Linked DNA regions of Mus musculus: all the other regions are linked to region 7. The links are chromatin contacts, called in public HiChIP or PLAC-seq and promoter capture Hi-C maps. All regions are on one chromosome and are shown on one strand. The core of a region is the stretch at or near the end of the contact, and the rest is flanking DNA. Distances in the headings are between cores, read along the strand shown.

Region 1 (3,564 bases), core at 760-3,259, 470 kb after region 7:
GGCTGTGTGTGTGTGTAAACACTGGGGAGTATGCTCAGCTAAGCATCACCTCTATAAAATTTCACAATGACCCCACATCTTTTACACCCCATGATGTTTTTTCTTAAAATTTATATTTATGGTTTAAACATTCCATACATGAATACCATCTTATTCATATCTGCTTCTTCCTCCCCATCCAATACCCCCAGAACCCTCTAACCTATCTCCTTCCAAATATTATATCCTCTTTTAAAATTTTTTATTAATATTTTTAACCCAGTGAGTCCAATAGTGCCCATTGGTGCATGGAGATGGGGCCATCCACTGGGAGCGTGGTACCTTCCCAGTGACCCTCTCTCAAGGCAAAGGTACACTTCCTCCTTCCAGCAGTCATCAACTTCCAACAGCTCATCAGTCAGGGCTGGGGCCTTGGGAGACCCTCCCCCAACCATACTGGGATATTTAACTGATTTCTGAACCCATGTAAGCTACTGTTGAGTTTGTGTATGAAGCACACTTGCCATGACCAGAAGACAGCACTTCACAGAACCCCTCTCCATCCTCCAACCTTTGTCAGAGAAACTTCTTACAGTAGTTGGTAGTGGTTACTACAGGCATGGATTGCTATTCAAGTGCTGAGAATAAGCAACAATAAAAAAATAATAACAGTAATTAATAGTCAGCTATAGATGGGATATCCCCAAGGTACATGGCACACTCCAGAAGAGGGGACAGAAAGAATGTATGTATACATAACACAGGCACAGCTTCCAGAGTCTGTTTAGTGTTGTTTTGTATGCACAGGCTGACCACTTGGGATTAGACAACCTATCAGGGGTCACTGTTCTTGGAGAAAGCTGGTTCTTGAAGTCCCCCAATGATCATCTGTAGCTCTTTGTCTAGGCATGGAACTTTGTGAAATTTTCCCATCTACCTTGGCACATCAACTGGAGTTGTTATTATGCAAGTCTTGATTAGACAACCATATTGAGATTTCATGGGTGTAGCTTTCCTGTCATGTCTAGATGATACTATCTAACACTGAGTGTCCTGGTTCTCTGGCTCTTATGATATTTCTGCCCCTTCTTGGGAGGTTTCCCCCAAATGATGCACTGTGATTGTATATGGGTCAGCACTCTGCATTGAGACGAGATTACTTCTTGTCTCTGAAACTGGATCTTGAGAGCTTACTTAAGTCCAGAGTCAGGATAGAGATGGGATGTAGCGTCTGGTGCAAGATCGGATCATGTTTGGCCTCAGTTCATTGAACTGGACTTAAATGAATCTAGTCATATTGTAAGTTATACCTGCACATTCAAACTATCACCCATAAGGATCATTCTACAGATATCAATGACCTTGAAACAACCGTTCCCTGGAGAATGAGATTCATTCCTGGTTCTCGATATGAATACGGCATTGGTAGTCTAGGTGGTAACTCACTCTTTTCTAGACTTGAAAGAATTAGAATGTTAAAGAGAAAAGTGTTGGGGTACCAGGCAAGTGACACTGTAGCCCACTGTGGAGGCTGAATGATGGCAGACAGCATGAGTTCTGGAATCCCACTGTGTGCACTGATTGAACTATGTCCTGGCTGTGTGACTTTAGGCTAGTTTCTGAGTCTGTCTGCTCTTCGTTGACCATGACGGTAAGTTGAGGATTCGTCACCTACCTTACAGAATGGTTGAGTATGTTAGCAAAAAGGGAATGAATGGGTCTGTGCTTACCACATAGCAGATGTTGTGCAATTGTTCCTTCCTCATGTCCCTGCCCTGCACTGGGCTGGAATGTCTCCCCGGTGATCCCACCTAACAGGACTTGTTATGTTCTAGTTGTTAATCTCCTTCCCATATTAGTTCATGGCTGTGTTCCTGGTGCCTAGCAGCCGAGTGCCTGAGACATCCCTGGTGTTCCGTGTTATTCTTAATAATATTTGTCAGGAGGAATGAAAGGATTCAGAGATCAGCTGGCCCAAGCTGGAGCCCTGAAGATCAGTGTTACAGGAATTAGGTGTGAGTCATCTAGGCATGTGGCCATGGCCTGAGGAAGCCTGCTTCTAGGTCCGGAATAATCCGAATCTTCCAAGGGGAGGCACATGGAGACAGGAAGGGCTTACTCAATACCTGCTCTGGGCCAGAGGTTGACATGAGCTTGTCCCTCACTGAGGCACACGGTGTTAGAGCAGGTCATCACCAACAGATGGCACTCTGATGGCCAAATGGAGGAGCCCTCAGGGTCCTACTCTCTCGGTCCACCTGCCCAGACATGGGAGGAAACTGGGCAAAGACTTAGAGTTGAGCAGAAAATCCAACCTTTTTCTCTTGCCAAACCACCTCTGCAAATTATGATGCCTTCAGAGTCTGGGTTTCCTTCTTAAACAAAATTCTGAATCAGTTGTAATTCCTGTCCTGTGAGGAGGAGAGAAAAAAACCTTTTCTCCCACAGGTACAACTTCCTGTTAATGTTTCCCTTTTAAAAATTAGCACATATTGTATAACACAATTAAATCAAATAATCAATGTTACCACAACACTCTTCTATATGTATATTATGAACTTTGGTCTCTTGCTTCATTTCCTATTTATTTTGTGTGTATGTGTGTATGAGTGTGTGTGTGTGTGTGTGTGTGTGTGTGTGTGTGTATGTGTAAGCCAGAGGACATATCTGAGAGCCCTTCCTTAAGAACATTAGCCTTTGTTTGTTGATTCAGGAGCCAATATGTATGTATGTATGTATGTATGTATGTATGTATGTATGTATACATATACATACATATATTTATAATAAATGACAGGGTCTTGTTATATAGCTTAGTATGGCTTCAAACTCATGATGCTCTTGCTCCCCTCACTGCTGGGATTGCTCCTGTGTACTGGCATGCTCCGTTTCATCATTTAGATCTTAATTTGACACCTGTTTCTATTGTACTGTTCTGCAAGCTGCTGCTCAAAGTAATTTATGAGTATTGGCTCACTCTAACCATCTTGCTGGCCTTAGAAGATTGGTACCATCATCCCTACCTGATGGGAGATTGAAGCACAGAGATGCAAGGTGTATCACTTATGACCTATAACTAATGTGTCATAGGAATGGGGGACCAACTGGCTAGTTCCAGAATCAGGGCTCAGAATGACTCCATCTCATTGTTGTCTCGCTTGCTACCTTCATATACGGCTCAGACAACCTACCAAGGAACCATTGCTGCTGAGAGATCTAAGGATATAGGGGTTCCAAGGAGACATGCTTGCTCAAGTTTGCTCAGCTGCATGAGGTGGGGCGGCAACCGAGACTCATGATGTCTGATTCCTGAGTGGCAGCAGGCTGGGCTAACTGACCAGTCTACAGAGGAAAGAGGTCTTCCCTTAGAGGTTCAGAATCCGTGGGTGCCTCCCAGAGAGTCCTTTTCCAATCTGTTTTGTTTTTTTTTTTCTTCCCTGTCTGCTTCTTCGTCTGCTTCATGTTCAATGTCAGTGTCAGTGCTGATGGTAGCAGGCATCTTGTCTTGCCTTTGACCATGATGGGGTGCTGCTAAGGCTTCCTCTTCTCTCTTTAGAGCTTTCTTCCTTTCTATTTACTGGATCT
Region 2 (3,437 bases), core at 41-2,540, 400 kb after region 7:
GCTTGGTGGTATATGCCTTTAAATCCCACCATGTGGAAGGCAATGGCAGGTAGATCTTTGTGAGTTTGAGGTCAGTCTGGTTTACATATCAAGTTCCAGGATGGGAAGAAATACATAGAGGGACCTTGTCTCAAAATGATAATAATAATAATAATAATAATAATAATAATAATAATAATAATAACAGATACAGGGTTATTGTCTCTGCCATAAGGTGCTTCAGAATAAAGAGAGTAGTGAACACAGCATCCCTTACACATGCACATAGGCTGGATAAAGAATTCCTAGGCTTTTGGATTACAGTGATCTTTAATATTAAACCAAGTATGAGGCTATGGAGATGGCTCAGTAGCTAAGAACCTTGTTGCTCTTGCAGCAGCCTAGGTTGGGGTCCCAGTACCTACATAGTTGTTCACCACTATCCATACCTCCAGTTCCATGGGATCTGACATCCCTTTGTGATCTCTGTGTGCACCAAGCATACATATAGTGCACATACGAACATGTAGGGAAAACACAGACACGTGTAAGGCCAAAATAAATTTTAAAAATTATATCAAGCACCATCAAAGGATGAACAGATGAACAAGAGTTGGTAGATCTATGTACTGGAACAGAACTCAGCCTTTAAAAGGAAGAAAATTTAGATACAAGTACAACGTGGATGAGCCATGAGGGCATTGTGCTAAGTAAAACAAGGCAGCTCTCAAAGGGTAAGTGCTGCTAATTCATCTTGTAGGAAATTTAGGGTAATCCAGGCTATGCAAACAAAGCAGTGGTTGATGTGGGTAAGGAGAAGGCCATAGAGTTATTGTTTAATGGCTACAGAGCTTCAGTTTGGAGTGACAAAGTTCTGGAGAGGAATGGGGTTGAGGGCTGAACAACAAATGAATGTGGTTAAAAATCATCGAACTGCTGATTTCAAAATGACAGACACAGTCAAATCCACCAAACAACCCACACAATGGTCATGCCTGCCATGGGCTTGGTTCTGTTCATTGGCTCCAAAATCTGTTAAAAGCATTGAGACATCCAAAGTAATGGTATTCCTAACCTCAGAAAAGTGAGGTAGGTAGGGTCTCCAGGTGTAGGGTCTCCAGGCATAGGACAATCTTTTGGTTGGCAGAGTTTTAGCTTCATAAAGAAAAGGAATCTCTAGATTCATGGCTTGCATTTGAATCCCATACCATATTTGTGTGGTCACCTTCTGCAAGGCCCTGGGTAGGTTGGTGACCCCTTGATGGGCAGACAGCAGAAGGTAGGGGAGCTTGGGCCAAGCCTCACCCACAGTGTTTGTTCAGAGATGTAGCTAGCTACTGGGAAGTAGGTCTCTACCAGAGCAGCACGTACGTGCTAGTCACCATGATTACTAGATGTGTCTATTCCATCATTTTAAAACTTTTGCCATCAGGGTGCCAAGTCCCTGGGGTGGCCCTGTCTATTCCTCCTGCACTGCAGAGGCAGCTGAGCAGGGCCTGCTGTGCTTGGAGAAACTGCATTTGTAAAGTGCCTTTTCGGGACTTGGCATGGGGCACATGCTCAATACAGGGAAGTTATTTTTATCTGGGCTGTCTAGAAAAAGCACAAGATTCAGAGTCCTTGGAGTTTGGATCAAATCTCTGTTTACTAGGGTTTTGACCTTCAGTGATTTCCTTTATTTCTCATAGTCCCAGTTTTTTTTTTTTTTAAAATAGGGTCAACAAAATGTCTCATGGTATTTTGTGTCTACTCAAAGAAATATAAGTTTTCTACTTTCCCCTTCCCTTCCTTCCTTCTTCCTTTTCTCCTTCCATTTTTCTCTACTGTCCTCCAATTTTTCTTCCCTCTCCCATTTGCCTGTCCCCTGTCCATCTTTTCCTCCTCCTCCTCCTCCTCTCATGACTTCTAGGACAGTGCCATGTGACAGCCTCCTGGTCTGTAGGTGAGCCCTGTAGGTGAGGCAGCCTCCTCAGCCCAACCAGGAGACCCTTCTTCAATGGCAAAGTGAGACAGCTCTTTGAAAAAGTCCAAGTTATCTTCATGAAGGCTTATTTGAGCTCACTCTTGACCCCAGGATCATGAAAGGCCCTGTGAAGAAGTCACAGGAAGTGGGAGCCTCGGGGGCTGGCAGCGTTTCTGTGGGAACAGCTGTTGGCATAGAGATGGGTCTGTGAATTTGCCACCGGCACCTTTGAGGAGGCAAGGGCTATCTTCATTCCTAATTCTATCCTTGGTTTTATTTGGAATTTCACACGTGATCACTTTAGAACCTAGGTGGCGTGTCTTTCATTTTCTTTCACAGGTGTGACTGACTGCTCAGGGTGTGAGCCAGGGGACATTGGTTCCCCTTCTTGGAGTTAAGCTGGCATGTACTGTTGGGGTTCTTGGAGATTCCCAAGGCCTCTGGAAATGTATCTGGGTCGGCTCACAAAGACAGGATGCTAAACTAAGTAGTAAATGATCTATCTCCTCAGGGGAGACTCTCCCTTAGGGGAAGGGGCAGGGGCAGGGGCAATTGGAAGAACCCACTGAAACCTTCACACCTTCACTTTGTCCCTGCCCAGTCTTGGTCTTCACTCAGGACCTAGAAGACATTTCATCAGTGTTATCTGATCAGGGTCACTCCTCCAGGCCAGACCCGTGTCTCTTCCTGGTTGTTCAGACAGGGCTAGGGCTCCTCTTTCTGGGTTCTGGGGATGAGCTGTAACATTGCAGCATCTAAGGTATTGTATTGTAATTATCCGTGGGCTCCAGACAAAGGCCTGGAGGGCAGAGGCGGCTCCTTAAGCCCTTTCTGTAACTTCTGCACTATAGGAACTCTGCATATATGGCGAATAAGAATCAACACCCAGCTTGTCTGGTGCTGCACTGATGAGGGAGGTCCCAAGGAATGAGGGGCTGGCTGAGTATCAGGGGCCACTGGATGTCAAGCTCCAGAGATTCAGTCTGCTTGGCAAAGAACCCCATTCTCCATTTCCCAGAGATTGTTCTCGTAATGCGCTGGCAGTGCGCCCAATCCAGGCTCTGACTAGTTCCTAAAACAAGTTAAATCTTTCCCTTTGGGACCATTCCATCAGCAGGGGTAGATGAGCATGCTTCTCTGATGACCTTGGCGTTCATAGCCCCAACTTGGGCTCTTTTCCATTTGGTTCCTCAAGGCCTCAGCAGCAGCCCTGTTATGCTTGGCTGGGTTTCTGGCGGGTGAGGAGCTGAGCGCCGTCTTCCCAGATCCCCGGGTGGATGAGAGCGGTGTCCACGCCCCCACCCACAGCTGCCTGTGCTTGGCTGGGATGGAAACTGGGCTGCCCATCCAACAGATCTCGGTGGAGATTGGAAAGTGCTCCTCGGAGGAGCTAGTTGTGTCATTGTTGGGATGTGGACAGAAGCCAGGCTGCAAATGAGAACTGCGATCTTCCCATCACCCTGGCTCTCCACTGTGATGGAGGGACCATGCCAGC
Region 3 (3,537 bases), core at 150-2,649, 490 kb after region 7:
CAAGCTCAAGACACTGTTGCTGGTGCCAAGAGGCACTTGTTTGACAGGAGCCTGGTGTGGCTGTTCCCTGGGAGGTTCAGCCAAGAACTGGCCAATGCAGAAGTGGATGCTTGGAACCAACCATCAGACTGAGCCAACCACTGAGCTGTCCCAGTGAGTTTGCTGGTGGAAGGACTGGAGGGGTGGAGAGGGATTGCAACCCCATAGGAAGAAGAGTGTTGGCTGGCTGGACCACCCAGTAATCCCAGGGACTAGACCACCAGCCAAGGAGTGTACAGGGAGGGATCCATGACTCCAGATACATATGTAACAGAGGATGGCCTTGTCTGACATCAATGGGCGGGGAGGCCCTTGGGCCTGTGGAAGTTTGATGTTCCAGCATAGGGGAATGCTGGAGTGGTCGGGCAAGAGTAGGTGAGGAGCACCCTCATAGAGGCAAAGGAGAGGCAGGAGAGGGTGGATGTGGGAGGGGCATTTGTGGAGGGGTAGCTGGGAAGTGGGATATCATTTGAAATGCAGACAAATAGAATAATTAATAAAAATAAAAAGACTTGAGTATTCACAGAAATGACCCTGGAAAATCCATGGATCCCAATGGATTAACAAGGTAGGTGCTTCACAGGGTCAAGAACTAATTATTGATGCCTTTATAATGTCGTTCTATTGTGAAGGTGAGAAAGCTTCTCCATCTTGTCCCAGCTGAAGCCATCTTTGGCTCCCTCACCCCCTGCTATTAGAAGTCCCGTGGGAAAGCACCCAACCTTGTTTTAGAAACTCGGGGTTGAAATGCCCTAGCTAACGGCATGCTCTTGACTCTTGGTAAACTGCTTGTTAAACTTGCTTCCCTGCTGGCAAACCAGGATATAGTTTTTCTGTGTTCTTTAATTTTGAAAGCTCCCTGCAATGCGCTTTCAGGGCTGCCTTTTGGGAAGCGTTTCTCTTCAGGCCGTCCCCAGCCTGCTCAATACAGACTCCCAATTCAAATTTTGGTCATGCCGGGTGAGTGGTCCTTGGGTCTTTACCAGGTAACACTATTACTAAAATACCATTGAACAGCGACTGTACCAGTAATAGCTGTGTTAGTAGCAGTGCTTGTCACATGATGAGAATTGGGTAAGCCAGGGGCTATGGCTGGTGAGACTAAGTGGTAAACTCTACATTCCGTTGCTAACATCCCTTCATTCTCGGTGGCTGAACAGTTACTTAAGCTTTGATGCGAATCGTGTTGTTATGGGGAGCGTGTCTTCTCAACAAACAGCGACTTGAGGACCCTTCCATTTTGTGAACGTCGTTAACTAAGGAGCTGTTGAAGTCATCGTGGAAGGGGAAGAGAGAGTGTGGCAATAGGTCAGAGGCTGTGACAGCACCCATCGGTCAGCATCCTACTGAACTAACTGCAAGGGAGATCCAGAGATGTGGTCTCGCGTGCTTGGGGAAAAGAGGAAACAGGCTTGGGGAGCGTCTAGAAGCTTCTGCCATTGTGCAAGCAGTAGAGGGAGATTGTACGCTTGGAAGTCTAACTGGAAGTCATAGACTGGAGGGGCGTGCTGGCAAACAGGGTGGAAATCAGGGGAGGTAGTTAGCCGGTACCAGCCAAAGCTAATCTCAGGTCAGCAGTGCAGTGTTTGTGCTCTTAGCTCTCTCATCCTTGGGGGTTGCGCTGCTTACACTGAGAAGGCATCTGAGAATCTGACAATTGGTAAAGGGCTAGAGGCAGACATTTATAAGAAAGGAAATAACTTGAGAGAAAACGTGTGGATAGTGCGGACCACCGCAGTTAAGAACTCTTTTTTCCCCCCGCGTAGCCCTATTTGTCTCCCCCTGGTGGCCATTATAAGCAACCATAGTTCCCTTCCCGGAGCTTAGCTGCTTGAGCAAGATCAAGTTATTCATCTCCTCAGTCACCCGAGCATCCTTGATGTCAGACTCCCAGCAGTTGACAGTTCTAACAGCAGCTCTTGGTGATGGTTTCTGAGGAGCAACAGTGATGTAAAAACCCAGCATAGAAACTCAGGAGACTCATTTGACTGCCTTCTGTCCATCTAGAGCAGTGGTTCTCACCCTTCCTAGTGCTGTGACCGTCAATTCAGCTCCTCATGTTGTGCTGATCCCAACCACAACATTATTTGTGTCGCTACTTTGTAGCTGTAATTTTCTACTGTTATGACTTGTAATGTGCAGGATATCTGGTGTGCGACCCCTGTGAAAGGGATGTTCGGTCCCCACAGGGCTTGCCACCCATAGGTTGAGAACTACTGATCTAAATTTTTCAGAATTCAGAACTTTTCCTTCAGTGACGCTGACAGATGCCCTTCACCTTTCTGTGTGATTTTTTTGGGGGGGGGGGAACAAATCATCTAAGGATGGAGACGTTTGCACTTTCTAGGTGCCTTTGTTGACGCCCCACAACCTTAATCACCTCATCATATGGGTGTGCACTAAAACAGGGAGGCCAAGTTTTCAGATGAGGAAACTGAGGTCCAGAGAGCCTATGTGACTTGTTGAAGGTGCCATTGCTCTTAACGTGTCAGAGCTTGTGCTAGTGCGATGGCCACAAGACGCTTTCTTTCTTCACACGGTGTTGTACCAATCATAACCACAGCTGTGAGGGAGGTGTTTTAAGGTCCTCTCAGCCATTCTGGCCCAGATGGCCTATGGTGTTCACACTAGTGATCTCTGGTGTGGTGGAGAAAGCACACATCGAGCGACTGCATCTTTTAAGTACTTAGATTTTTGATATGTCACTCTTGCCTTGCCAGATCTTCTTCTTTTATTTTTGCACAATGTGTTTAATCATCATGTACCACTGTGGGCATTTTCTAGGCTAAATTTAGATGACTGAAGTCCCCGCCCAGAACCCTCACCATCCTTTAAATAACCTAGATTATTTTGAAAAGTTCCAGCCAGGCTCCTGGCTTTGGGGGAACAAATAAAAAAAGATATGGGCTGTGTCCTTGATTGGGAGAAAGCCGACCTGTAGGGCAGTTGGGAAAAGCGCTGGATCGGGGGTGGGGTGGGGGTGGGGCTAGTGGGGTAGAGTGGAGTTGGGTGGGCGGGAGCGGAGCCGAGCGGGGCGCTGAAAACCTTGTTGAGACATCAAGACCAGTCCTGATGTAGAGAAAAGAGGAAAAGTTTCCGTGGTGAATTCAGTTGCCCCATTAGGGTTCTTGTAGCCATAGGTCAAAGGTCCTGCATCCTTAGAGTGTCCTCACTGAGGAGCAAATAAAGAAGCAGCATGCCTGCTCTTGTGTCACCTCCACATGTGGAATCAGTGACACATCTCATTTGCCAGAACCATCGCCTTCTCTCCTTGCTGCAGGAGACCTTTGATATTTTCTCACTTTCTATCGCCAGTTCCCGTCTGTCTCCTCACCCGTTACCAGCGACCTGAAATGCAGAAGCTGTCCTAGTTAGAAACCACCCCAGAGCCCACAGCTTTTCCACATCAGCCTTTGAGTCACTGGACAAGTGAAACCCCAGGAAGGCCACAGGGGTCACCTGGGCTTCCCCCGAACCCACGTGTTGTCCTGTGTTCTA
Region 4 (3,092 bases), core at 177-2,676, 430 kb after region 7:
TTATGTGGAAGCTAGTTAAACTCTCCAAAGTCACATGGCTAGAACATTTCACAGATAGGATTTGAACCTAAATCATCTGGTTTGCCACAGGGACCTAAATCTGGGACATAGGCAGAGGGTTTTGATCACCTCGATGTGGATGGAGGGTGACCTTGATTTTGCAGATGTGGTGAGCTGTGGAAGGACTTCATGTTCTCATAGTGGATAGTCTTGAGGTGGATTTCAATTGTACTGTGCAGAGGGAGAGAAGCTGTGGGGTTGGGGTGGGGACCAGTCCCTGGGTCCTGGTAGTAGAGGGATAGTTTCTTCCTTTATCAAATTTGTGACTAGAAGAAGACAATCAGTTGTTTGGTATTTTCCTCCCTTTCCTGGAAGTGCCAAGGCTGCATGAAGAGAAGCTTTCAGAAGCTCTGTGGGTGGCTAGGAACATCTGGCATGGAAGTTGCTAAGCAACTCCAGAGGCCTGCCTTCTGGTGAAGCCTGAGAACTGGCCTGGCCTCCTTGGCCAGTGAAGGACATGGCTTCCTTAAAACACTTGTATCCTGTGCCTTTCAGCATTCTCCTGGTCAGCCTTGGGTGACAGTGATGAGTGTGGACACATAGAATATTATCAAAGCAGACAGTATTTGCTGCAGGCTCTTTCTGGGGACCCTGGGACCAGCCATTGGACACTTGGACTTGGCATTTTGGATATTCCCAACCTGCTCTTTAATGAGTCTAATTTCGTGTGTGGGTGACAATGGGAACAGAAGTAAAGAGGGAAGCTGAGATGTACTGTAGGCTGAATTAACGAATTTCAAATTATATATTGAAGTAAGAATCCTTGTGGCTTCAGAATGTCCCTGTACTGGGGAACAGGCCCCTTAAAGAACTATGTAATGTTTACTGATATCATTGGGGTCGTAATGCTTACTGAGACTCTTGGGGAGGTATATTAATCCAAGAACTGGGCTCTTCATCAAAAGAGGGAACTTGAATCCAGACTTCCTATAGAAGAACACAGGAAGGAGCCAGCCATGAGGCAGCCCAGGAGAGTCAAAGCAAGCCTGCTTACACTCTGCTCTTGGACTTCAGCCTCCAGAATTACAAGAACATAGATCTTGGTTGCCTGAGTCATCCTGGTACAACATCTGCTTCTTCAGCTCTAGCAAGCTATTGGAAGGGGTCATCTCATTCACTGTGCCCCCCGGTCATGGCACTCCCATCTCCATGGGGTCAGTCTAGCCAAACAGGAAGGGATTTCTGGCTAGAGAGGGACTGGGTGTAGGTGACACTGGGCATGGGCCTACAGGGCTGTCATAGGCTAGATGGGTAAGCCTTGCCCTTAGGGAGCTTCTAATCCCATGGAGAGACAAGTACACTGTGAGCTAAGTACCTATGAGTCACTCAGTAATGAAACATTCACATGAGACAGCAAGAGAGGTGAGAGTCCATGGTCCAGGATGATGTCATAGAGGCTTGCTTCAAAGGCTCAGCCTTGGGGCCGACCTGTGCATAACAAGTGTGAGGTCCTGAGTTCAAATCCCACAAATCCTTATAAAAATCCAGGAATGGGTATGTGTGCCTGCAACCACAGGGACTAAAGCAGAGAACAATATAGAAAAGTACTTCATGTCCTTGTCTGGCTTCTGTGTATGCCTACACAAGCATGCACACTCACACACTGTGGTGTATATGCCCACCCCTGTAACATGTATCCCATACCTCTCTCTCTGTCTCTGAATCTGTCTCTGTCTCTGTCTCTCTCTCTCTCTCTCTGTCTCTCTCTCTCTCTCTCTCTCTGTCTCTCTGTCTCTCTGTCTCTCTGTCTCTCTCTCTCTCTCTCTCTCACACACACACACACACATACACACACACACACACACACACACACACACACACACACACACACGATGCAGAGAAACACAGGGTTTTCTCGGGCACTGCAATCAGACACTGGAGGAAAGAGTACCCAAGAGGAGGTGTGTACATGTGAAAATGCTCAGAGGCACTTACTATGATGTCGAAGACCAGGCCTGGAGCTGCATCAGACAGGCCACCACACACGTAGGCTGGGTTCGGGAACCTCAGAAAGAATACAATTTATCAGTCAGTGTGCTGGGCCAGTGATATCCTAGGCTAGTAGGGGGAACCATAGGCAGGTCACTCAGTTTTCTGGGATGTCAACACTCTCTGTTGCAAAAGTAGCAATGATCACAGCTCTTGCCTTGTAGGGGTGCTGTGAAGACTAGGTAGGTGTACTGGCTAGTTTTGTGTCAACTTGACACAGCTGGAGTTATCACAGAGAAAGGAGCTTCAGTTGAGGAAATGCCTCCATGAGATCCAACTGTAAGGCATTTTCTCAATTAGTGATCAAGGGGGAAAGGCCCCTTGTGGGTGGGACCATCTCAGGGCTGGTAGTCTTGGTTCTATAAGAAAGCAGGCTGAGCAAGCCAGGTGAGGCAAGCCAGTAAAGAACATCCCTCCATGGCCTCTGCATCAGCTCCTGCTTCCTGACCTGCTTGAGTTCCAGTCCTGGCTTCCTTGGTGATGAACAGCAGTATGGAAGTGTAAGCCGAATAAACCCTTTCCTCCCCAACTTGTTTCTTGGTCATGATGTTTGTGCAGGAATAGAAACCCTGACTACTAAGACAAATTGGTACCAGTGGAGTGGGGTATTCCTGTGACAACCTGACCATGTTTTGGGGAGGACTGTGGAAGGACTTTGGAACTTTGGGCTTGAAGATCCATCCATTGTTAAGACCTCTGTCGGATGTTGTGTAGGAGCTTGGAAGATAATGTTGAGAACACTGCAGAAGTTGGAGCTCTGGTGTGTGAAATTTCAGAGGGAAAATTAAAGACTCTTTTCAGGGCCATTCCTGTTTTGATTGTGAAGATTCTGTAGTTCTGGTTAGCTGGGGCTGAAGAATCAGCTGTGATTAACAAGATACCAGAACTACTAAAGCAAAAACTTTGCATTACTGGGACTATTGATGCTGGTTAGCTGGAGCTAAGAAATTAGCGGTGATTAAGAAGAGACCAGCATCATTGAGGTGACATCTTCTGGGAAGTATTTTCTGAAAGCACAGTGGCTGTGTTCCAGATATAGCCAA
Region 5 (3,280 bases), core at 206-2,705, 370 kb before region 7:
GGAGGCCAGCTTGGCCTTATCCTTGGTCACTGTGAGAGCCAGCAGAGGGTCCTCCATTGTTACTGTCTCTGATACAACTCTTCTGCTACTCCATGGAATCACCTTATTTTATGGTGCCCTGGCTTATAATTTCATTAGGCTGCTAACATCTTGCTAACGGGGTTGCTAAGCAAAACAAGAGATTATCGTTCTCAGGAGTCCCTCTTGGGCCTGAGACAGACACCAAGCATCCGAGTTAAGTCCAGAGATGGTCTCTAAGACTTAGCTAGCATTTCAAGATGCAAAGGCAATTAAAAAAAAAAGCAGCTTACCACCCAACTCAGGCTCCTGTCAAAAGCCCATGAGTATGTATGCAGTGTGCATGCATGCACCTGGGTAAAAATGTGCACACCACATGCACACAGACTCTGAGGAGGTCCGAAGAGGGTATCAGATTCTATGAAACTACAGTTGTCGATGGTTCCGAGCTACCAATGTGAGGACCTGGGAGGGGAAGTGAACCCAGGTCCTCTGAAAGGACAGCTCGCACTCTGAACAGCTGAGCAAGCTTTCGTGGCCATGTTTTGATTGTCTATACACTAGGAAAATATAATGGCAGTCATTAGTGGAGGGAATTTATCCACAGAAGTTTTCAAAGCACAGAGAACACAACGGGAGCTTTCTGGCAACTGTAACAAATGAGGCTTTCTTTGCCTGCAAGCCTGGCTGTCCCCTAGCTGTGGGCATTGTGGCCTCATGATTCCACGGAGGAAACAGAAGCAGCCAACCAGGCAGAGCCTCGGTGGGGCTGACCTCAAAGGTGCTATGTAAGGGAGGGTGGCCTTGAACTCCTGACTCTCTTGCCTCCACAGACACCATCTTAAAGTTCCTTTACAAGCTTGAGGAGACACCTGAGGGCCTGCTGCTTGGTCAGGGCTGGAGAACAGGTTTATTTTCCTCACCATAACCTTGCACAACAGCCTTAAATCTTTGCAAAGGAATGAAAGGTCAGCACTTGCCCTGAGCAGATGCCAACAGCACTGACTCTCTGGGTGACACCACCTTTGCCTTTCAGGGCTGGCCGTTTGATTTAGAATGTAAGAGTGCAACAGGAACTAAGCAGGGACTTCCTCTGCATCCATGGAAACGGCAGACTTAATTCTCAACCTGCCCTCCTCCTCACCTCCCATGTCAGTGATTCGCGTCTCAACCATCCTGGGAGTCAGAACACCAGGAAATCTGGCCTCTGCCTAGGGAGGAGAAGCAGCACTGGGCTGAGGCCGGCTGTATTTGATTCTCTTCCAAAGAGGTGTCCTCCCCTTCGAAACAGAGGTCGGGCCAAGGCAGTGCTGTCAGTGAACTCATGTGCTAATTTAAAGGGAGATGGGTGGGATCAAGGGACAGTTCAGCAGTGAGTGGCCTTAGAGAACCTGCAGAGTCACTTCCCCTGTGGAGCTAGGAGTCAGTGAGAAAGCTGAACAGGGTGGGGGTGAGATGAACCCTGAGAAGAAGGAGGAAGGAAGCCCAGCCCCGGGGACCGGGGACCGGGAGGGCAGCTGTTGGTGGGCTTGACATCTGTCATCTGAACAGTGAACCCTTGCAGAAATGCAGGCGGGCAGGGCGTGGATCGCTCGCAAAGCCTTGGCCTTGGCCCAGCTGCCAAGGGGAAACAGGTGGCCAGCCAGTCACCTCCCTCCACACCCTAGAAGGGACAAGATTGAAGGCACACTGGAGTCTCAGTCAGGACAGCATGCTTCTGTGGGGGTCTCTAGCGGCCTGCCTTGCCCACAAGTGGCATGAAGACACACTTGCCGTTCTTGGGTTCCGTGCAGACTATAAACCCAGGCGTGAGAGCTGCCATGGGAACACAAGAATGATGGAGGCTGAGGCTGAGAACCCACCCTGAGAACACACGTTCCTGTAGGTGCACTCACCAGAGGTAAATGAGAGAGGCAGCCAGAGCCCAGCAGTTAAGGCAGACACATTCCGGCTGCGAATAGGGGACTAGTAGAGCGCCCCATAACCACACAGTGAAATGGTATAGGTAGGGCCCTCTTTATAAGGTCCTGTAGCCCCCACGTTTTGTCAGACCAGAACAACATGACTTCACTGATGGGGTCCTTTAAGCTGGAGAGGGGAGCCCCTGGCAGAAATCTAATAAAACATGTTTGGTAGTCACTACCCATACAAGGGAGAACCAAGAACATTTCGATTTGTTGATGACAAAAGGTTGTGGCCTTGCTCCTTGGACCTGGAGGAGCCCTTTCTTCTACCAAGGAAGGCAACTGCTTAGCAGAGCCACCCAAGTGCCGTCCACACCCTACCACTGAATTAATAATGCTGAGTGGAGCTTCAAAGGAATCCCCAACCATCAAAAAAAAAAATATGCTTGGAAAGAGAAAAGTCACATCTGAAACAGGAAGAGGCATGGAAGAGGCATCTGTTTCCCAATCTCCCTCCACGGTGGAGAGCCACACCCTCAGGCCCAATGGCCAAGAGATGGGGTGTTGGGAAGGGGCTGGGACGGGATCAGCAGACACCTGCTTCCCTCATAGCTCCCGGCCCCTCTGTTCCCCGGAGCTCTAAGAGAACAGGCAAGGGCCACAGAGCTCATTACCACCATCCAAGCGTGAAGCCAATGGAGCTCTTCCATGCAGCCCAGTTAATAACCTAAGGGTCCTCTGAGGACCGCCCATTCCTGTCAACGGCCATGCCACCGGAGGGGGGCAGGACCCAGAGGCCACCAGGAACTGCAAGCAGGGAAGGCAGGCATCTTCTCTTTATCACTAGTCATTACCAGTCTAGCATTGCAGTGTAAACAAACGGGAAATGTCATTTTAGAAAATGCACAGTAGTCAGTCCCCATGAGGTAAAATATTTTAATTAACTGGGAAGGTTAATTTGAATTGAAGAAAAGGGTAAACGCTCAAGTATTTACTATACGTTTTAAACACAAACACGCAGGGGGTGCAGGGGAGGTGCACACACACACACATGCTCGCACAGAGCGTAACTAAGAAGGCGCTAGGTTTAAAGGGTACGCAAGCAGGCAGGTTTCGGGAACACCTGCTTGAATAAGGGTGTGTAACAGTGTGTGTCAACAGGCTCCTGGGAAGTGTTCTAGGAACACAGGCTGTCAAATGCCCTCCAGCATCAATTTGCTTACATTCCTTTTGTGTGCACTGTGATATATGTTAGTGTCTATTCCTGCACTTGGATCTTGGGAATCTAACCTAATGTGTTGTGTGTGTGCCCTGTTCACATGTGCATGCACACCTGTGAGTACTTTCATACTCGTATG
Region 6 (3,108 bases), core at 546-3,045, 480 kb before region 7:
TAATTTAATCCCTGAGGTTCCCTATGTAAGATTGTGTCATTCTTTCACTAAGGTTGCCTTCCTCTGGGGACGTTGTCATAGCCACAAGGTTAGTCTCTAGCCATGCAGTTTAGGAAAGTTACCCAGAGTTTCTAGAGTAGATCTGAAAAGGTAACCATCTGGTGGTCTTTTAAAAAATAAAATAAACCAGAGAAAGGTCTTGAGTTAGGATGGTGACAGCGGCTATAGGAAGGATAGGACTCAGTTACAGAATTTGGCTGTGGGTGAAAGAAGCAAAACAAACCGAAGTTTTAAGCTTTAAGATACCATTAGGTTCAAACTCTGGTTTTGATTCTTGTTGGTCTGGGGCATACACAGTCCCACCTGTTAGCACCTTTGTGATCTTGCAATTCGTTTTATCTAAACCAGTCTCAACCTTGATAAAACAGGTAGAGCAAATGCCTATCGTAATAGCTGATATAGAGGCTTTGGTAAAAGAAAACCGGGGCCTACAGTGCCTCGTATACAGATGGAAGAGGGGAAAGTGAGCAAACAAAGCCCAAACCACAAAACTGGGTGGAGGTGCCATCTTCCTGCTCCAAACACCTTCCCCCAAAAGGGTTCTGTTAAAGTCTGATAATTTTATTTACAGACCTCCTCCCTGTGCGGGTGTGGGGTGGAGTGGGAAGGGAGGTCCAACTTCTAGAGTCCTGCTGTAAACTGGCTTGTGCGCTTTGAGCTAGGAGCCCAAGTCAACCAGGCTTCCTGGTTTGCGATTTTGTGTTCCTTAAACCAAAACAGCTAAGTCTACAGTTCAGCCTCTGACCTTACTCTCTTCCTTTGCTGGAGAAGGAACAGAGAAACAACAGCCAGGTCATACCAATTCCACTGATAGGCAAGAAAGAGCGGCGAAAGAATGCGCTCAACTCTGATTAAGGATTTATCCAGGACAAGGATAAATCAAAGACCTCAGAGAGTTCTGGGTTCTTGCTCGTAAGTCAGGCTCCGAAGCCATTAATAAAATGTGCATGACCGTCCACGGGGACAGGGAGGGAGATGTGTAAACAGATGCGAGTGTGTTTTTCTTGGCAACACCTAACAACTCAAGGCCAGTGCCAAGTCTGGCTGGGATCGCCCTGTGCAGCCTCGCAGGTTATTTCCCCTGCCATTCCTCAGGCCTGGCCTCTGGGTGGGGAGAGGCAGGTAGGCAGGGCGGCGTCCTCCAGCTTTTCATCTCCCAAGCAGGACGAGGCGAGTTCAAGGGACACTCACTGGGCTCTACTAGACATTTAACACTGTCGGTGCGCAGTAGCCCAGCATCCCACGCTCGGGGCACGCCAACACCGAGGGGCAGCCACTCACAGGCGCTCGGGCGCTGGGACGCGGCGGGCCGGCGACGCGAGCGCCACCCCGCGGCGAGGCGAGGCGAGGCTAGGCGAGCCGAAGCGGGCGGGGACCATGGCAACGCTCGAGGCTCGCCGGGCCCCGCGTGCTGACGCTGCGCGGCGCGCCGGATTGTGACGCAGGGCCGCGGCGCCGGCTCCGCGTTCTCGAGTGACCGCGGGCGCCGCCTCGGGGGCCTCGCAACGGCAGCAACGGCCGAGGCAGGCGGGGTCAAGATGGTGGCTCCGCTGGCGGGGGAGGCGCTGGAGGGAGGAGGAGCCAGACCCTAGCCGGCCGGAAACACCGACGCCCCGAGGCCTCCCGGCAGCCGCTGCCGCCGCCCCCTGCTCCACCGAGGGACGCGAGCGGGCGGCGGGGCGGGCCGGGCCGGGACACAGGACAGGAGGCGGCCGGGGGCGGAGCCACTTTCGTCGGCGCCCGCCCCGGCCGCGGCCCCGGGCCTCCCCCGCGCCGCCCTGCCTGGCCCGGCCCGCCCAGCCCCGGTGTGGCAGCGGCTCATGGCGGCGGTGGGGCCCCCGCAGCAGCAGGTGCGGATGGCCCAGCAGCAGGTCTGGGCGGCGCTCGAAGTGGCGCTCCGGGTGCCCTGCCTCTACATCATCGACGCCATCTTCAACTCCTACTACGATTCCAGCCAAAGCCGGTTCTGCATCGGGCTTCAGATCTTTCTCCGGCTCCTTGGTAAGGACGGCGTAGGGCTAGCCCGCTGGCCGAGGCGTGCCCTCTCCCAGGCCGACGGGAACGGCAGGGCACTGGTGGCACGCGGCTTGGGGAACCACGGTCTGGTTCCCCAGAGGGCCTTTTGGCGGGGGTGCGGGGACCCGTGGTACTCGTGCCAGCGTTGACAGCTGAGTGGTGCTGGCGGGTCTGTGCCCTGCTCGGTTGGCACCTGGATGGGCGAGGAGAAAGCACGGCTGTGTGAGCATGCGGCTGTCTGTCTGCTGTTTCTCTTGGGGAATGACTGCTGGCTTCCAGCGTCCTATGCGACAGCCCTGGAAAAACAGCTCTCCGGGTCTCGCCGTGTGTGACCTTGGACTTGAGCCAGAGCTTGAGCCCCCTGTCTACCCATTTCACAGTGCAGAATACGTTGTCACTTCTGTGTCTTGGAGTCCACCGGATCGTGAAGTACTTGAGGTAAATGGCCACTCAAGCCATGAATGTCAGTCCTTGAAACCATTTCCAAAAGTCACCGCGAGGAAGGTTATACTTACAACGAACCCCTAAACTCTTTCTATGAGTAAATAATAAGGTGTTGGATGTGACTATGAAAGCTTACCATCCCAGGGTGATGAGACATCTGTGGGAGACTAGAAAGATCAGTCTTCATTTCATATGGATTGAGTGCTAAAAGTATTTTATATTTCACTTTCTATTTCTCTCTGTGCTACATACCAGAAGTGAGAAACACATAAAGAGATCTTTTCCAGATAATTACAGCTTGGCAGGTTTTGTTGATGAGATCATTACGATGAGTTTTTAGGTGGGTTCTTGCTATTGAAAGGTTGGGGGTGCGGGTACCTGGTAGTGAGGTCCTGACCAAGACCTTGAGAAGTGCGAGCGCCTCTGCTGCCTTATTCTCCCAGAAAAGGAGCGTCAATAAAGAAGCAGTTTTGTTCTTGGCAGTAACTCTTCTACATTTGTCTGCTAGAAAGCATTCTCACAGGTTTTACCTAATCCGTCGGTCACTCCTCAAAGGTGGATCGTGTTATTTAGACTTTACAGGTGAGG
Region 7 (3,106 bases), core at 48-2,547:
AGTACAGAACAAAATATCTTTAGAAAATTAAAGTGTAGAGGACAAAAGCAGATGGATTTTTTCTTCTTTTCACAAAACCTCAGATCCCTAAAGAAAGCAGTCTCAAATCCATAACAGAGGCTGTCCCAGAAAAGTTCTGGAATAAGCTGGATCACCCCAATGTGACTCATGAATTTTTAAAATTATATTTATTTTGTGTCCATTGGTGTTTTGCCTGCATGGATGTCTGAGGGTGTTGGATCCCCTGGATCTGGAGTTATAGATAGTTGAGAGTCACCACATGGGTACTTAGAATTGAACCCGGGGCCTCAGGAAAAACAAACAGTCTTAGCCACTGGGCCCATCTCTCAAGTCCTGATTCATTAATTCTTAACATCTAAGACAACTTTCCTTCCTGACCTTTTAATACATGTTGTGGTGACCCCAACCATAAAATCATTTTCATTGATACTTAGTAACTATAATTTTGCTACTGTTAAGAATCATAATGTAAACGTTTATGGAAACAGGTTTGCTAAAGGGGTCATGAAACCCACAAGTGAGAACAGCAGACCTAAGGAAAGAGTCCCTGGCTGTGGTTAGAGATAATAAAACTCCTTCACTATCCCTCATCTATATAGAAATCAAGAGTCCAACTTTTCTTTTCTTTTTTTATGAGTCCAACTTTTAAATTTCCTATCATAGAAGAATCAGGACCCAGTAGAACTACCTGCCCCCAATACAAGGACTACAGCACCATGTCTCAGGTGAGGGAGACTAGGGTATAGAGGAACGACTTGCACAAACTCACAGTGAGCGACAGGACTTTTATTCCCCCCCCCACCCCCCCCCCCACCCCCCCGCGCGCTCTCGCCCATCATCACTCCAGTGACTACTTGATTTTCTGGAGAGTAAGTGCAAGATCAGCCACATTAGCAAGGCACCGCTCCGAGAAACTTGCAAGCTCAGCTATGGGCCAAGTAGCTGAGCATCACCCCAAAAGCTTCAAAGAAGCATGCAAGAGCGATTTCCATGAAGGCGTGGGTGAACATCAGGCGTGCAACCCCAACCCTGCAAGCCCTAGGTTTTCCCGTTGGCTCCGGGGACAGTACCGGACGTGGCCCACGGGGGAAGGAATGGACCTCGAACCCGCAGGCCCGCCTCCGACTCACCTGTCAGCCGTCCGACGCTGGCCGCGTGGACTGGGCGCCCCGGTCCCCGTCTCCCACCCCAGGGATCCCCCTAGAGTCCCGGGCCGCAGAGCGTCAGCTGCCGGGACCCGGGTTTCTGTCCTGGAGTCCCTAGCCCGTCACGTGACCAAGGGGCGGCGGCCCGGGCCCGGGCATCATGTGATCGCTCGCGGGCGCCAAGTGATGACGCAGAGCGCGCGCGGGTCGTTTCAGCCACAGAAGTGGGCTGAGGAAAGGAGTCGGGGTCTGGGCGTGCGACGTTCGGCTAGATATCACCGAGCTAGGTGGGACAGCCAGGTAAGATCCAGGAGGAACCGTGATAGGGGTCTAGCCGGCGTTGTCGCCTCCCTCTGTGCTCTGGGGACCTGGGCCTGAGCCTCTTCACCCGCAGCAACTAGACGGAGGCGGGTTATGCTCACATATGATCACAGGTTATGTGATCAAAACAAAACAAACTGTTTAGAACTGACTTTTGAAACTGAGGCATGAACAGGTAGCTCAGATGGACTCAAGGCCACAGGTGCCATTTCACTTCTGCAGGTGAAGGGATGTGGTAGCCTCGGTGTGAAAAAAGAGGGGGGAAGCGGGGCGGGAGGCAACCTTCTTGGGCACGGGCATGTTGGTGGTGACCCGGAAATGGTAGTAGTTTTTATTATTACTTTGGTAACTTAACGGATTTAGTCCTGCTCATTTCATTTTTGTGAGGCGACGTTTTATATCTTCTAATGCATGTTCCAGTTTAAGGAGATCCCAGCATGAAGGAATGGTAGAAGTCGGCAATTAGCCGTATTAAGTTATATAGTAGAGATGTGTGTTAGGAACTGAGAAGGCGTGTGGAAGAGGAGGAGCCGTGGGCGAGGGAAGGTTTCAGAGAGAAGGGTGTATGCATGCTGAAAACGGAGACACTTCAACTCTTGTCGTATGAGATCACCTTGGATTTAAAGGCGGTCGAACTTTTGGTTTGCTCTATGCCTACTGTAATGCTGTGCAGAAACGTGTTTTCCTATTTAAAACTGGCTTAACTTGACAGCAACTCTTTCATGAATATAAGGGAAGCAAAATAGTGTGCTGAGCCCAATAACTTGGTGAGACTTCAGGAAGTGCTTAACTTTGTTGTAGATTGTCTTGGAGGCTATAGGTACTGGTAACAAAAAGATCGGTGTTATTGGAAAGAGGATCCAAGAAGGGGTTGGTGTAAATCAGTGTTTCTTAACTAATGTGATGATTACGCTTTGTCTTCAGATGATTCCTTGTGGTGAGAGACTGTACTGTACTTGCTAGAATTCTATCAATTCCATAGATGCTGGTCTGTGACACCCCCCAACCCCCCTCCAGTGCCACAGTCAAAAATGCCCCCACGTGATGTTAGAAGTTCCCTGGGGGAGGTGTTAAACCTCCAAACCCTAGGTTAAACCAATCCCCAAGGAATAGTGTTAGAATGTTCAGATGTCAATAAATGAAATACTATATCTATGTAGTTTCAAAAGCATCAGAAACTGATGTCGTAGAGGCTGAGAATTCCCGAGGCCAACTTACCATCAGATTCAGTGTCTGGTGAAGGCATGCTTTCTGGCTTGTAAATGGCATGCACTTGCTGTTTTCTTGGGTGGTAGAAAAGCAAGAGAGCCCTTGGAGCACCCGTTATAAGGGACTAATAATGTTCTGGAGGGTGTAGCTAGTCACCTCGCCAAAGGCCTTATCTTCTAAAACCACCAGTTTGGACATTAGGATTTCAGTATGTAAAGTGGGGATGGGGACCCAAACATTTAGACCTTAGCAGACAGATGAGACTGGAGGAGGCGGGGAAGTGAAGAGTATGTGTTGGGGAAGGTATGGGGAGGACTAGCAGTTGTGGATTGGGGCTCTAGACAGCTCTTGGAAGAGATGGAAAGAGCTAAGAGCCCAAAGGAGTGCAAACGGAAATATTGTTCCCTGAT

The links. Promoter capture Hi-C pulls out the DNA fragments that hold promoters and counts their contacts. HiChIP or PLAC-seq counts read pairs in DNA pulled down with a chosen protein or histone mark.
Region 1: an H3K4me3 HiChIP or PLAC-seq map of bone marrow-derived macrophages shows a contact between it and region 7, with 7 times the contacts expected there. The contact joins the enhancer-like site here to the promoter of Washc5 in region 7. A contact is called at or near these places in 8 of 39 promoter capture datasets (the C10 cell line, cranial neural crest, frontonasal cranial neural crest and 4 more), 3 of 15 datasets of contacts at CTCF or cohesin (CD8 T cells, the NIH/3T3 cell line and large pre-B cells), 19 of 484 Hi-C or Micro-C datasets (CD8 T cells, CD8 central memory T cells, the HL-1 cell line and 14 more), 34 of 115 datasets of contacts at active chromatin or transcription factors (the 230-238 cell line, the NIH/3T3 cell line, T-cell acute lymphoblastic leukemia and 22 more) and 3 of 9 other capture datasets (adipose tissue, liver and pancreatic islet).
Region 2: a promoter capture Hi-C map of liver shows a contact between it and region 7, with 4 times the contacts expected there. The contact joins the enhancer-like site here to the promoter of Washc5 in region 7. A contact is called at or near these places in 4 of 39 promoter capture datasets (the 3T3-L1 cell line, liver and stem cell-derived epiblast-like cells), 2 of 15 datasets of contacts at CTCF or cohesin (the NIH/3T3 cell line and large pre-B cells), 3 of 484 Hi-C or Micro-C datasets (bone marrow-derived macrophages, embryonic fibroblasts and myocytes), 17 of 115 datasets of contacts at active chromatin or transcription factors (the 230-238 cell line, the SCID.adh cell line, T-cell acute lymphoblastic leukemia and 13 more) and 2 of 9 other capture datasets (adipose tissue and macrophages).
Region 3: a contact with region 7 is called in a promoter capture Hi-C map of neutrophils. The contact joins the enhancer-like site here to the promoter of Washc5 in region 7. A contact is called at or near these places in 13 of 39 promoter capture datasets (the 3T3-L1 cell line, the C10 cell line, cranial neural crest and 8 more), 11 of 15 datasets of contacts at CTCF or cohesin (CD8 T cells, the G1E-ER4 cell line, the NIH/3T3 cell line and 5 more), 78 of 484 Hi-C or Micro-C datasets (CD4 T cells, CD8 T cells, the G1E-ER4 cell line and 46 more), 39 of 115 datasets of contacts at active chromatin or transcription factors (the 230-238 cell line, CD8 T cells, DN3 thymocytes and 22 more) and 3 of 9 other capture datasets (adipose tissue, liver and pancreatic islet).
Region 4: an H3K4me3 HiChIP or PLAC-seq map of bone marrow-derived macrophages shows a contact between it and region 7, with 10 times the contacts expected there. The contact joins the enhancer-like site here to the promoter of Washc5 in region 7. A contact is called at or near these places in 3 of 39 promoter capture datasets (the 3T3-L1 cell line, the C10 cell line and embryonic stem cells), 2 of 15 datasets of contacts at CTCF or cohesin (CD8 T cells and the NIH/3T3 cell line), 2 of 484 Hi-C or Micro-C datasets (bone marrow-derived macrophages and embryonic fibroblasts), 22 of 115 datasets of contacts at active chromatin or transcription factors (the 230-238 cell line, CD8 T cells, the NIH/3T3 cell line and 17 more) and 2 of 9 other capture datasets (adipose tissue and liver).
Region 5: a contact with region 7 is called in an H3K4me3 HiChIP or PLAC-seq map of bone marrow-derived macrophages, with 2.4 times the contacts expected there. The contact joins the enhancer-like site here to the promoter of Washc5 in region 7. A contact is called at or near these places in 3 of 39 promoter capture datasets (the C10 cell line, the HPC-7 cell line and hippocampal neurons), 1 of 15 datasets of contacts at CTCF or cohesin (the NIH/3T3 cell line), 5 of 115 datasets of contacts at active chromatin or transcription factors (bone marrow-derived macrophages, embryonic stem cells, extraembryonic endoderm stem cells and 2 more) and 1 of 9 other capture datasets (liver).
Region 6: a contact with region 7 is called in an H3K27ac HiChIP or PLAC-seq map of embryonic stem cells, with 5 times the contacts expected there. The contact joins the promoter of Rnf139 here to the promoter of Washc5 in region 7. A contact is called at or near these places in 18 of 39 promoter capture datasets (the 3T3-L1 cell line, 3T3-L1-derived adipocytes, the C10 cell line and 12 more), 2 of 484 Hi-C or Micro-C datasets (LSK cells and bone marrow-derived macrophages), 22 of 115 datasets of contacts at active chromatin or transcription factors (the 230-238 cell line, the SCID.adh cell line, T-cell acute lymphoblastic leukemia and 11 more) and 2 of 9 other capture datasets (embryonic stem cells and liver).

Annotation. Positions count from the first base shown.
Region 1 is chr15:59,843,507-59,847,070 of GRCm38.p6, forward strand. No RefSeq gene overlaps it. Among named protein-coding and RNA genes, the nearest start is that of Gm36819, 22 kb to the left of the region's middle. Within about 2 kb of position 2,010, at least 69 of the 459 cell types and tissues checked have an H3K27ac peak or open chromatin away from gene starts, as enhancers often do. A contact at or near this core is called in the HL-1 cell line, the NIH/3T3 cell line, adipose tissue and 8 more, where this site is marked.
Region 2 is chr15:59,774,506-59,777,942 of GRCm38.p6, forward strand. No RefSeq gene overlaps it. Among named protein-coding and RNA genes, the nearest start is that of Gm19510, 19 kb to the right of the region's middle. Within about 2 kb of position 1,291, at least 18 of the 459 cell types and tissues checked have an H3K27ac peak or open chromatin away from gene starts, as enhancers often do. A contact at or near this core is called in adipose tissue, liver and microglia, where this site is marked.
Region 3 is chr15:59,863,467-59,867,003 of GRCm38.p6, forward strand. No RefSeq gene overlaps it. Among named protein-coding and RNA genes, the nearest start is that of Gm36819, 42 kb to the left of the region's middle. Within about 2 kb of position 1,400, at least 47 of the 459 cell types and tissues checked have an H3K27ac peak or open chromatin away from gene starts, as enhancers often do. A contact at or near this core is called in acute myeloid leukemia, bone marrow-derived dendritic cells, bone marrow-derived macrophages and 4 more, where this site is marked.
Region 4 is chr15:59,798,250-59,801,341 of GRCm38.p6, forward strand. No RefSeq gene overlaps it. Among named protein-coding and RNA genes, the nearest start is that of Gm19510, 4.8 kb to the left of the region's middle. Within about 2 kb of position 1,427, at least 49 of the 459 cell types and tissues checked have an H3K27ac peak or open chromatin away from gene starts, as enhancers often do. A contact at or near this core is called in CD8 T cells, bone marrow-derived macrophages, microglia and 1 more, where this site is marked.
Region 5 is chr15:59,002,821-59,006,100 of GRCm38.p6, forward strand. All of the region lies in intron 3 of Mtss1 (MTSS I-BAR domain containing 1), which reads right to left. Among named protein-coding and RNA genes, the nearest start is that of Gm41330, 9.9 kb to the left of the region's middle. Within about 2 kb of position 1,456, at least 182 of the 459 cell types and tissues checked have an H3K27ac peak or open chromatin away from gene starts, as enhancers often do. A contact at or near this core is called in the HPC-7 cell line, the NIH/3T3 cell line, bone marrow-derived macrophages and 2 more, where this site is marked.
Region 6 is chr15:58,887,434-58,890,541 of GRCm38.p6, forward strand. Rnf139 (ring finger protein 139) reads left to right here and starts at 1,796. Exons shown (of 2, transcript NM_175226.4): 1 at 1,796-2,061. The coding sequence starts at 1,881. It also overlaps a transcript of Tatdn1 not described here.
Region 7 is chr15:59,372,890-59,375,995 of GRCm38.p6, forward strand. Washc5 (WASH complex subunit 5) reads right to left here and starts at 1,298. Exons shown (of 29, transcript NM_153548.3): 1 at 1,152-1,298. It overlaps Nsmce2 (NSE2/MMS21 homolog, SMC5-SMC6 complex SUMO ligase), which reads left to right and starts at 1,309. Exons shown (of 7, transcript NM_026746.3): 1 at 1,309-1,466.